2 separate regions of the Capra hircus genome follow, and region 1 is linked to region 2. The links are chromatin contacts, called in public Hi-C maps. All regions are on one chromosome and are shown on one strand. The core of a region is the stretch at or near the end of the contact, and the rest is flanking DNA. Distances in the headings are between cores, read along the strand shown. Region 1 has its middle 11 kb from the start of AHRR. Region 2 overlaps AHRR (aryl hydrocarbon receptor repressor).

The links. A called contact is a pair of places that touch in the nucleus more often than the background predicts.
Region 1: a Hi-C map of blood shows a contact between it and region 2, with 6 times the contacts expected there. The contact joins two enhancer-like sites. A contact is called at or near these places in 2 of 5 Hi-C or Micro-C datasets (both in blood).

Annotation. Positions count from the first base shown.
Region 1 is chr20:71,690,191-71,695,460 of ARS1.2, forward strand. No RefSeq gene overlaps it. Among named protein-coding and RNA genes, the nearest start is that of AHRR, 11 kb to the left of the region's middle. Within about 2 kb of position 2,936, at least 1 of the 5 cell types and tissues checked has an H3K27ac peak or open chromatin away from gene starts, as enhancers often do.
Region 2 is chr20:71,596,171-71,601,726 of ARS1.2, forward strand. AHRR (aryl hydrocarbon receptor repressor) reads right to left here. Exons shown (of 11, transcript XM_018065798.1): 9 at 5,229-5,290; 10 at 4,918-5,059; 11 at 2,162-4,572. The coding sequence ends at 3,597. Among named protein-coding and RNA genes, the nearest start is that of EXOC3, 5.8 kb to the left of the region's middle. Within about 2 kb of position 3,846, at least 1 of the 5 cell types and tissues checked has an H3K27ac peak or open chromatin away from gene starts, as enhancers often do.

The DNA of each region.
Region 1 (5,270 bases), core at 1,686-4,185, 93 kb after region 2:
CTGGTTCCAAATAGGAAAAGGAGTGCGTCAAGGCTGTATATTGACACCTTGCTTATTTAACTACTATGCAGAGTACATCATGAGAAACGCTGGGCTGGATGAAGCACAGGCTGGAATCAAGATTGCCGGGAGAAATATCAATAACCTCAGATAGGCAGATGACACCACCCTTATGGCAGAAAGTGAAGAGGAGCTAAAAAAGCCTCTTGATGAAAGTGAAAGAGGAGAGTGAAAACGTTGGCTTAAAGCTCAACATTCAGAAAACGAAGATCATGGCACCTGGTCCCATCACTTCATGGGAAATAGATGGGGAAACAGTGGAAACAGTGTCAAACTTTATTTTTCTGGGCTCCAAAATCACTGCAGATGGTGACTGCAGCCATGAAATTAAAATACGCTTACTCCTTGGAAGGAAAGTTATGACCAAACTAGATAGCATATTGAAAAGCAGAGAGATTACTTTGCCAACAAAGGTCCGTCTAGTCAAGGCTATGGTTTTTCCTGTGGTCATGTATGGATGTGAGAGCTGGACTATAAAGAAAGCTGAGCACCGAAGAATGGATGCTTTTGAACTGTGGTGTTGGAGAAGACTCTTGAGAGTCCCTTGGACTGCAAGGAGATCCAACCAGTCCATTCTAAAGGAGGTGAGTCTTGGGTGTTCTTTGGAAGGACTGATGTTGAAGGTGAAACTCCGATACTTTGGCCACCTCATGTGAAGAGTTGACTCATTGGAAAAGACTCTGATGCTAGGAGGGATTGGGGGCAGGAGAAGGGGATGACAGAGGATGAGATGGCTGGATGGCATCACTGACTTGACGGACGCGAGTCTGAGTGAACTCCGGGAGATGGTGATGGACAGGGAGGCCTGGCGTGCTGCGATTCATGGGGTCGCAGATTCGGACACAACTGAGCGACTGAACTGAACTGACTGGTGAAGACCTATGAGATCTTCTAGAACTAACACCAAAAACTAGTCAAAACATAAAAATTGGCAAAACAGAAATGTTGCAAGATATGGAGAAAGTGGAGCTCTTGGCCACTGTGGGTGGGAACGCAAAATAGTGCAGTCAAGTGGAAAACAGAATGGAAGTCCCTCAAAAACTTAGACATAGATCCGTCACATAATCCACCACCTCTGGGGACATGACTGAAGGAAGCGAAAGCACGGTGCTGAGGAGGAACCTGCTCAGCCAGGTTCACAGCAGCTCACGACAGCCAAGACTAGAAGCAGCCTGAGTGTCCACCAACAGGTGAGGGGTGGACGCACGGTGTGCCATTCACACGTCTTAAACAGGAAGGAGAGTCCAAGACAGGCTCCAGCGTGGGTGAGATCTGAGGACCCCGTGCTCAGCGACGTGCACGCGTCCCGGGAGGGCAGACCCTGCAGGACTTGCTCACACAGGGGCCCAGAGGGGTCGGGCTCCTGGAGAACGAGGGGTGGCAGGCGGGGGCGGGGACTCAGTGTTCACGGGGACGGCGCTCCAGCCTCACAGGACGAGGGGTCACGCGGAGGGTGGTGTGAGGCTGCAAAACACTGAGTGCACTCCATACCTGTGAGCTGCGCTCGCCAGTCCCGCCCAGTCCCGTCCAGTCCCGTCCAGTCCAGTCCAGTCCCGTCCAGTCCAGTCGCTCAGTCGTGTCCGACTTTTTGCGACCCCATGAACCGCAGCACGCCAGGCCTCCCTGTCCATCACCATCTCCCGGAGTTCACCCAAACTCATGTCCTTTGGGTCAGTGATGCCATCCAGCCATCTCATCCTCTGTTGTCCCCTTCTCCTCCTGCCCCCAATCCCTCCCAGCATCAGAGTCTTTTCCAATGAGTCAACTCTTCGCATGAGGCGGCCAAAGTATTGGAGTTTCAGCTTTAGCATCATTCCTTCCAAAGAACACCAAGGGCTGATTTCCTTCAGAATGGACTGGTTGGATCTCCTTGCAGTCCAAGGGACTCTCAAGAGTCTTCTCCAACACCACAGTTCAAAAGCAGCAATTCTTCAGTGCTCAGCTTTCTTCACAGTCTAACTCTCACATCCATACATGACCACTGGAAAAACCATAGCCTTGACTAGACGGACCTTTGTTGGCAAAGTAATGTCTCTGCTTTTAGCTGTGCACTTAAAACTGGTTAAAATGGTAAGCTTTTCATTACGTATACTTCCACCATCGTACAACAGGCAAGAGTCTCTGCCTTTACCCATTTTCCCAAGAGGGCCATTCAGCCTCTCACACAGGCTGGCTTCCTGGAGCCTGCAGCCTGGACACCGATGACACCCTCACGTGTGCCCTGGCACACTTCCACGCTCACAGTCACCCTCACACTCGCCCATAAGGGGAGATGCAGTGATGCGGCCATGCCACACACTGCTCCTCACATCAGCTCTGCTGCAGCCCCCGACCCCCCACCCTGGGCCCCCGCCCGCTCCCTCTTTGACCAGGCTCGCCTGGACTGCGCAGGTGGCTCCCCTAGCTGGCTGTGGTGATGGGCGGTGACCGGGGTGGTGACCGGGCGACCATCCTCTTCGTGGAGAGCTGGGCTAGGAACCTGGATGAGAACAGTGGCGTCTCGGGCACATCCATCATGTTCCTGGGAGACAGATAGGGAGCTGGGTCATCAGCTCATGATGCCCGTGGAGGAGGAATGTGAGCGCTGGCAGCCAGGGGCAGGGGCTGAGTGACCAGGCTCAAGGCAGCAGATGGCCTGGCCCCCTGCACAGCCCCACCCTGAGCCCCCCGAGGCTGGGCCGGCTTCCCGGTAGCCCTTCCTCTGCCCCATCCCCGAACCGACTCTCAAGGGCTCCAGGCTGGCCTGAGTGTGGACAATCCTGACAAAGGAAAAGCCCCAGAGCTGTTTCCATCCTCACAACCGGTGACCCGATCCCTTGGGTTTCTCCGCTGCTTCTGGAAATTCCACGCCTTCGGTCAGGGCTCGGGTCTGGGTGAGACCCAGGGTCAGGCGGCCTTCCAGGCGGCACAGCACCGCCCCCGTGTGGCCAACTGGTGCTGAGACCTTTCGGGTGTGGCCCTGGAGGGAAGGGGTCCCCATCTTCCTGTGTGAATGCCTGGGCAGGGCTTGGGGACCCCCAGCCCTTAACCCACCTGCCTCTCCCGCGGCAGCCGCACTCCCAGCCCACACACACCCCCACATGTATGTGCACTGGTACAAACCCGAGTCCGCTGAGAGGGTCCGTGCAGAGTGTATGCCAGCCCACCGCACCCGTGCGCCTGGACTGCCCGTGTGTGCCCCTCCCGCCCACCCGTGTGTCTCCACCACCCATGTGTGTGCCTGCACCAGCTGTGTACGGCGCCACCCGAGCACATCTGTGTCACATCAGACCTCTTTGCAGTTCACGTCCCTGAATCAGGGGACATCCCCAGTCACACGAGCACAGGTTCCTGCCTACGGCCGACCTGCACTGAGAGCAAGCAACTCAATGTCCACTCTGTCTGGGCACAGGCCCCAGGGATCTCCAGAAATTAAAGTCAGGCTGTGCACTGGGCAGGTTCCTCAGTGAAGCTGGGAATTGCTGTCACCCCAGACCAGCTTCAGAGATCCCGGATCCTGGGGTCCAGGGGGGAATCCAGGGCCTAAGGTCCTGCAGGGGTGGGGGTGGGGAGGACAGACAGGCCAACATGAGATTGTGAGGGGCCCACGCCACAGGGGCCCCAAGTGTGAATGCGGGGTGCCTGCCCTCGCTCTGAGCGTGCGGTCTGTGCTGGCCAGAGCTCACGGGGTAAGCAAGCATGGCGCCTCCCAGGGCAGAGGGACCGTGCTGTCCACACTTCCATCCACTGGGGACCAACTATCCACACCTGGGGACCCTCAGGGGAAGTGGGCCCCACTGTCTCCACCTCCATCTACTGGAAAAGCTCCAGGGGAAGAGGGCCCCAGTCTCCACCTCCATCTACAGGGGAACCTTCAGGGGAAGTGGACCCACTGCCTACACTTCCGTCTACTGGGGAACCTCCAGGGGAGGAGGGGCCCACTGTCTACACTCCATCTACTCTGGAACCTCCAGGGGAAGTGGGCCCCACTGTCTCCACCTCCATCTACAGGGAATCTCCCAGGGGAAGTGGGCCCACTGTCTACACCGCCATCTACTCGGGAACCTCCAGGGGAAGTGGGTTTCACTGTCTACACCTCCGTCTATTGGGGAAACTCTAGGGTAGGAGGGGCCAACTGTCTACACCTCCATCCACTGCGGAACCTCCAGGGGAGGGGCCCACTGTCTACACCTCCGTCTACTGGGGAGCCTCTAGGGGAAGTGGGCCCACTGTCTACACTTCCATCTACTGGGGAGTCTCTAGAAGTGGGCCCGCTGTGTACACCTCTGTCTACTGGGGAACCTCCAGAGGGGAAGTGGGCCCCACTATCTCCACCTCCATCCACTGCGGAACCTCCAGGGGAGGAGGGGCCCACTGGGGTCTACTGGGGAACCTCTAGGGGAAGTGGGCCCACTGTCTACACCTCCGTCTACTGGGGAGTCTCTAGAAGTGGGCCCACTGTCTACACCTCCGTCTACTGGGGTCTCTAGAAGTGGGCCCACTGTCTACATCTCCGCTACTGGGGAACCTCCAGGGGAAGTGGGCCTACTGTCTACACCTGTCTAGTGTGCAACCTCCAGAGGGGAAGTGGGCCCCACTGTCTCCACCTCCATCTCCTGGGAGACAGGGAGGTAGACGAGGGGCGGTTTTGGCTGGGGCAGTGGGCACCAGGTACAAGATGAGCCCAGCTGCACACCTAGATGTCCCTTGGGTCAGGAATTTGAGAACCGACCTCTGGAGGACAACTTGTGATTGTGGGCGGGGTCCTCAGAAGTGTTTTGAAGTGCAGAGATCCACGAAGGGTAAAGGTGTGGAATCCTCAGAGAACCCCGTGGACCTTTGTCCATGAGCTCACAAGGCCAGTTGGAGCCCCATAGATTATCTCAACCCCAGGTACTGTGCTCGATGACATTCCTCGTAATCACACTGCAGATAAAACCCACAGCTCCCCAAGGCTCCGATCTCCCACCAGCACAGGTCCCCAAAATGGACCCCCCGTTTCTGGCACCCCAGATCCATTTATGGGTCGCTGACACCCGCCCAGAGGCCCACCCCGAGTCCTGGTTTAGGGAGGTGCGTTTAAAGGGGGCGGGCACAGAAGGAGCCCGAGGCGCGTCTGGGGGAAGCGCAGGGAGCCTGGGCCTTCTGGGCACCAAGCACACAGCGGGGGGCTGGCGCACTCCCTGCACACCTTCACGCGTGACAAGCTCTGATCAAGCCCATCAGAGGGC
Region 2 (5,556 bases), core at 2,596-5,095:
ATTCTTACATCATCTTTGATTTTAATATTTTTCAGCTATATAGGCAAAAGCTACCAGCAACAGAAAGTATAGGCCTGAAATCGGTGCTGTCCCTGACACTTTAAAGCAGGGACGGCCACATCTGCAGAAATGGCCCCATCTGGCATTCCACGTTCCATCATCACCTTCCGCACAGTCTCTCGGGGTGGGTGGGGGGCGGGGCAGGGCTGTAGAATGACAAAATGCTGACGGAGGCAGGTTCTGTTGCCACTGTCCCAGCGCGCCAGGACCTGGGCCTCCCGCGTGACAGCGGCTCTGCAGTGCGAGACTGGAGCGCCGACGTCCAGGTGCTGGACTCTGCGTCAACAAAGTGTGAGTCGCCACACGCCACGCGCCTGCTGGGGCTGACCTGGCACACGCAGTCCAGGGAGCGGGTGCGTCCGGACGCTCGGGCCCCATGGCCCTGGGGGCAGACCGCCGCGCCTCCTCATGCCGCAGCTGCCCTTGGCTGGGCTCCAGCTACAGTGTGCAAACACGCAGTGACGCCTCTCCGCTCCATCTTTCCGGTCCAGGGTTGCACACGTGCAGGCCGCCGGCTACTGTGCCGAGACAGGCGGGGGTGCCCCTGTGCGGAGGGTGCGCTTGAGGACCCTCGCTTCGCAGAGGGAGCTCCAGAGAGGCTGGCAGTCACTTCTGAGAGATGGCACAGTGCTTCTGTGAGGAGCTGGGCACTTGGCGTGAATAGCAAGGAAGGAGGAAGTTTCTGAAATTCCACGCTGTGTCTTAGGGATGAAATCTGCATGGTGGGCTGGGCTCAGCATGAGAACCAAGCAGAGAGGAGTGCTGAGCCGGCGGGGGTGGGAAGCAGGTGGTCCTGACAGGCAGCTGTGCTGCCATCAGAACGGGGAGGGGGAGACTCTGGCAAAGGCGGGGCAGCACGGCACCAACATCACTTTCTGCAAGGGCCCTGCAGGGGGTGGGCAGGGAAGAGAAGGCTGCTGGGGATCCCATGAGGCCATGAACTGACAACGCCCAACCCAGGCTCGTGAACCGTGAACTCCCTGATGTTCAAGCTGGTTTTAGAAAAGGCAGAGGAACCAGAGATCAAATTTCCAACATCCGTTGGATCATGGAAAAAGCAAGAGAGTTCCAGAAAAACATCTATTTCTGCTTTCTTGACTATGCCAAAGCCTTTGACTCTGTGGATCACAATAAACTGTGGAAAGAGATGGGAATACCAGACCACCTAACCTGCCTCTTGAGAAATCTGTATGCAGGTCAGGAAGCAACAGTTAGAACTGGACTTGGAACAACAGACTGGTTCCAAATAGGAAAAGGAGTACGTCAAGGCTGTATATTGTCACCCTGCTTATTTAACTTATATGCAGGGTATATCATGAGAAACGCTGGACTGGAAGAAACACAAGCTGGAATCAAGATTGCCGGGAGAAATATCAATAACTTCAGAAAGGCAGATGACACCACCCTTATGGCAGAAAGTGAAGAGGAGCTAAAAAGCCTCTTGATGAAAGTGAAAGAGGAGAGTGAAAACGTTGGCTTAAAGCTCAACATTCAGAAAACGAAGATCATGGCATCTGGTCCCATCACTTCAGGGGAAATAGATGGGGAAACAGTAGAAACAGTGTCAGACTTTATTTTCTTGGGCTCCAAAATCACTGCAGATGGTGACTGCAGCCATGAAATTAAAAGACGCTTACTCCTTGGAAGACAAGTTATGAGCAACCTAGATAGTATACTCAAAAGCAGAGACATTACTTTTCCAACAAAGGTCCATCTAGTCAAGGCTATGGTTTTTCCTGTGGTCATGTATGGATGTGAGAGTTGGACTGTAAAGAAGGCTGAGCTCCGAAGAATTGCTGCTTTTGAACTGCAGTGTTGGAGAAGACTCTTGAGAGTCCCTTGGACTGCAAGGAGGTCCAACCAGTCCATTCTGAAGGAGATCAACCCTGGGATTTCTTTGGAAGGAATGATGCTAAAGCTGAAACTCCAGTACTTTGGCCACCTCATGAGAAGAGTTGACTCACTGGAAAAGACTCTGATGCTGGGAGAGATTGAGGGCAGGAGGAGAAGGGGACGACCCACGATGAGATGGCTGGATGGCATCATGGACTTGATGGACGTGGGTCTGGGTGAACTCTGGGAGATGGTGATGGACAGGGAGGCCTGGCGTGCTGCGATTCATGGGGTCGCAAAGAGTCGGACACGACTGAGCGACTGAACGGAACTGAACTGAACTGAACCCAGGCTCTGACGGGTAACTTCTGTTACCCCGGGAAGAAACCTTCAACCCGTACCACGCTGCTGGGGAAGCCCTTCCAGGAAGCAGGCTGCTGAGGGTTAGGGCACCCCCAGGTGCGCCTGAGTCCAGCAGACCCAGTCCTGCTGGCCCTGTCCTGAGCTCGACAAGGTGAATGAAGCAAACAGCTTCACCCCCAACTCAGGAGCTGAACGCTGACACCCCGAAGCTACAGATGACAGACAGAAAGACCCCTTGCTGAATCGGTGGGACTGCAAGTCCCCACTGGGGCCCCAGCACGTCCTGAGACTCTTGGGGCCGGGGGTGACTGAGGACAGACGCTCGTGCTGTAAAGAGGAAGGGCCTCCAGCCAGCTTCCTCCTGCCCAGTGGTGGCCCTGTCCCCTGGTGTCACCCCCTGCCCAGACTGCACCTGTGGAGTGAGGTCGCCCGGAAGGTGTGGTGACCTTTGCCCTCAGCCATGAGCTCTCCGTGGTGACTGCGGGTGGCCTCCGCTTTCTGATTTCTTCTTTCGCACCTAAATTCCCTACGTTCAGAATGTGTTCCCTTCACGATTTTTTTCTTTTTTTCTGGCCGCACCCTGCGGCTTGTGGAATCTTAGTTCCCTGACCAGGGATCGAACCCACACCCCCTGCAGGCATTTAACCGCAGAACCACAGGGGATGTCCCTACAATTTTTGCCGTTTTATAAAATGCTGCCTGTCTGTCTCGTCTCGACTAGTTCCTTTTGTGATGATGATCAGAGTCATCTGAAGGCCTGCAGTCAGCAAAGCAGCCTGACACCTGGACCAACTCCTTCCTTCCCCTCGTGCTGTGCTTCTGGGCTCCACCCTGTGCACCAGGTGACGTGATGCAGCGGGGTCAGATGAGCAGGGACCCCCGTTGGAGGCTGCTGCAACCCCAGAGAGACTGCAGCAAGAACTGCACAAGACCTGGCCAATCCCCGATCCGGGCCGGCCTCAGCCTAGGCCAGTGTTTCGAGCACACACTGCGCGTTGGAGTGGAGGGCGGCCCGGTGCCATCAGCCTCTTCTGGCTGAAGTTCTAGATTCCTCCCAGGCACAAGCATGTGGCCACCTGCCATTCAGTGAGCCTTACTTCCAGTTAGCTGTCTCGGCAGTGGGCCACCAGGGTGCGGCTGTTCCCCGAGGTCTGCTCCCTGCGAGATGCTGGGGAGATGACCTGGGGTGGGGGTGGGGAGCCGTGCTCTTCAGAGGAGAACCTGCCACTCTCGAGCAGCTGACGACCACCCTGCTCTTAGGGCTTTTGTGAACTTGCCATTGCACGTGCTTCCCTTGGGGAAGGCTTGGGCCGGAGAGCTGTCCGTGGGGCCCGGCAGCTCTAGGGCAGGAAGGCGCACTGCGCGTCCCTGGGGGGCATCCCTGCGGCCGGGGCGCTCTTGGAGAACAGCCCAGGCGGCCCGCCCTGGCCGTGAGCTGCCCACAGGGGCGAGTCCAGGGGCTCGAGCTTGACTGCGGGAGCTGGCCCGGGAGCCCGGCAGTTGCAGCCCAGGTTGGGGGGCTGGTGGCTCCGCACACAGAGGCGGGGCGGGGGCGGGGGCTCCAGGCAGGCACAGGACACGGGGTGCAGCGGGGCCAGCCCCCTGCCGGGTCTGGGCGGGGCACCCAGCAGGCCAGGGCCTGGGGGTGGGCTGTACAGGGGCTGCCTGGCGCCTGGCTCCGTCTTCAGGTGCATCTTGGTTGGGAAGGTGGCCAGCTGTCTCTTGGCTGGGTTGCTGGCCCCCAGCCACACCTGGGCTGGGGACACGCAGTAGCCATCCGCTGCATCCTCGGACCCCGAGTCACTCTCCATCTTGATGGGCACGTCGAGCGACAGCGTGGGGTGACTCGGGGCTCCCGGGGGCATCAGAAGGCCTCGCAGCTTGTCCTCAGCAGGGTAGCCGCCCACCGGGAGATGCTGGAGTGCCGGCCGAGGGACCCTGCTGTCCAGGCCCCCCTGGGGGAAGGGGCCGGGGGTGGGGGGCGGCGCTGGGCCCTGGTGCCCGTCCCTCAGGGCTCTGCTGGTCCGGCCGGCGCAGGCCCCCGGGGGCGGCCTGGGCGGGTGTGAGCTGGGTGCGCTCCGGAGGGAGTGGACGGCGCCCTGCGCACCCGGGTAGGGCAAGCAGGCACCGCGGGCCGGGGCGGCGGGGAACGGGTCGGCCTTGCCGGGCTCCAGCTTCCGCTTGGCGCTGCCGCTGTCCTGACTGTGCCTCCCAGCAGCCCAGTCCGGGTGCTTCACAGGGCCCAGGGGCTCTAGGCGGCAGCTGTACGGGGGCGCATCCCGCGGGAGCCCCCCGAGCTCCTCTCCTTCCCCGGCCCTGCGGGAAGGGACGCCCGTCAGACAGGACAGGCTGCAGGGGCAACCCTGCATCAGGTGGGTGCCACCTGCAGCCCCGGGACCCCAGGCCAGCCCCCTCCCTCCCCGAAGGGCCCCTCCCACAGTCCCCCAGCACCTGGTGGTGGGGCGGGGGGCCTGGGTTGGGAGCGAGGGGAGAGGGTGTCTGAGCGAAGGTGAGGACAGAGGCTGGGGAGCCAGTGTCCCCGGCCAGTCCCCACGCAGCGAGGACGACCTCCAGGGCGAGGAGCGGCTGTGGGTGCCCTCTGTGACCCCCGGCCCACCCAGGGAGGCTGAGGGCTGCGGGCCCCGTGACTCAGTCCCTTACCCTGCGGTGCCCTCGAGGCCAAGGACAAGGTCAGGGCCTCCCCGGAGGCACAGGCAGGGGCCCCGGGCTGTGAGCCGGCCCCAGCGGCAGGCGTCCTCTGGCGCCCTGAACAAGGAGAGGCCATTTTCTCCGTTGCTTCTCCCTGTCAGGATTCGGAAAAGCAAGGCTGAGCAGAGCCTGGAGCAGGTAGACACTCACCTTCCGCAAGGTGACCGACCCTGAGAGCCGGCTCTGCCCACCCGCCCCATGCTCCAGACAGCATCGGGCCCCCACGCGCTTGAAAAGGTGGTCAAGAGAATTGTGAGGAGTACCTGCTGAGTAATTGGGGTTTCCGAGCAATTCTGATTCGCAGAGACGTGAGGCAGCTTTTGCTCTGCAAAGGACAGACAAGACCAAAGCAACAAGCAGATTAAACGTGTGTCGAGGGCAGAAATTACACACGCCGGGCGTTGCTGCCACCCAAGAGCGTAAGATACAGCGACTCCCCGTGCGAAAGTCTGTGGAGACTGGAAAGCCTTCTCTCAGTTACAGGGCTGCTGGAAATCCCAGTTCACATCACTTTTCCGGCCAGTGAAACACTGACGGGTTTGCCTCAGAAAGCAGACACGTGTGGCTGCCGGATGGGCGTCGGCGCGCTTG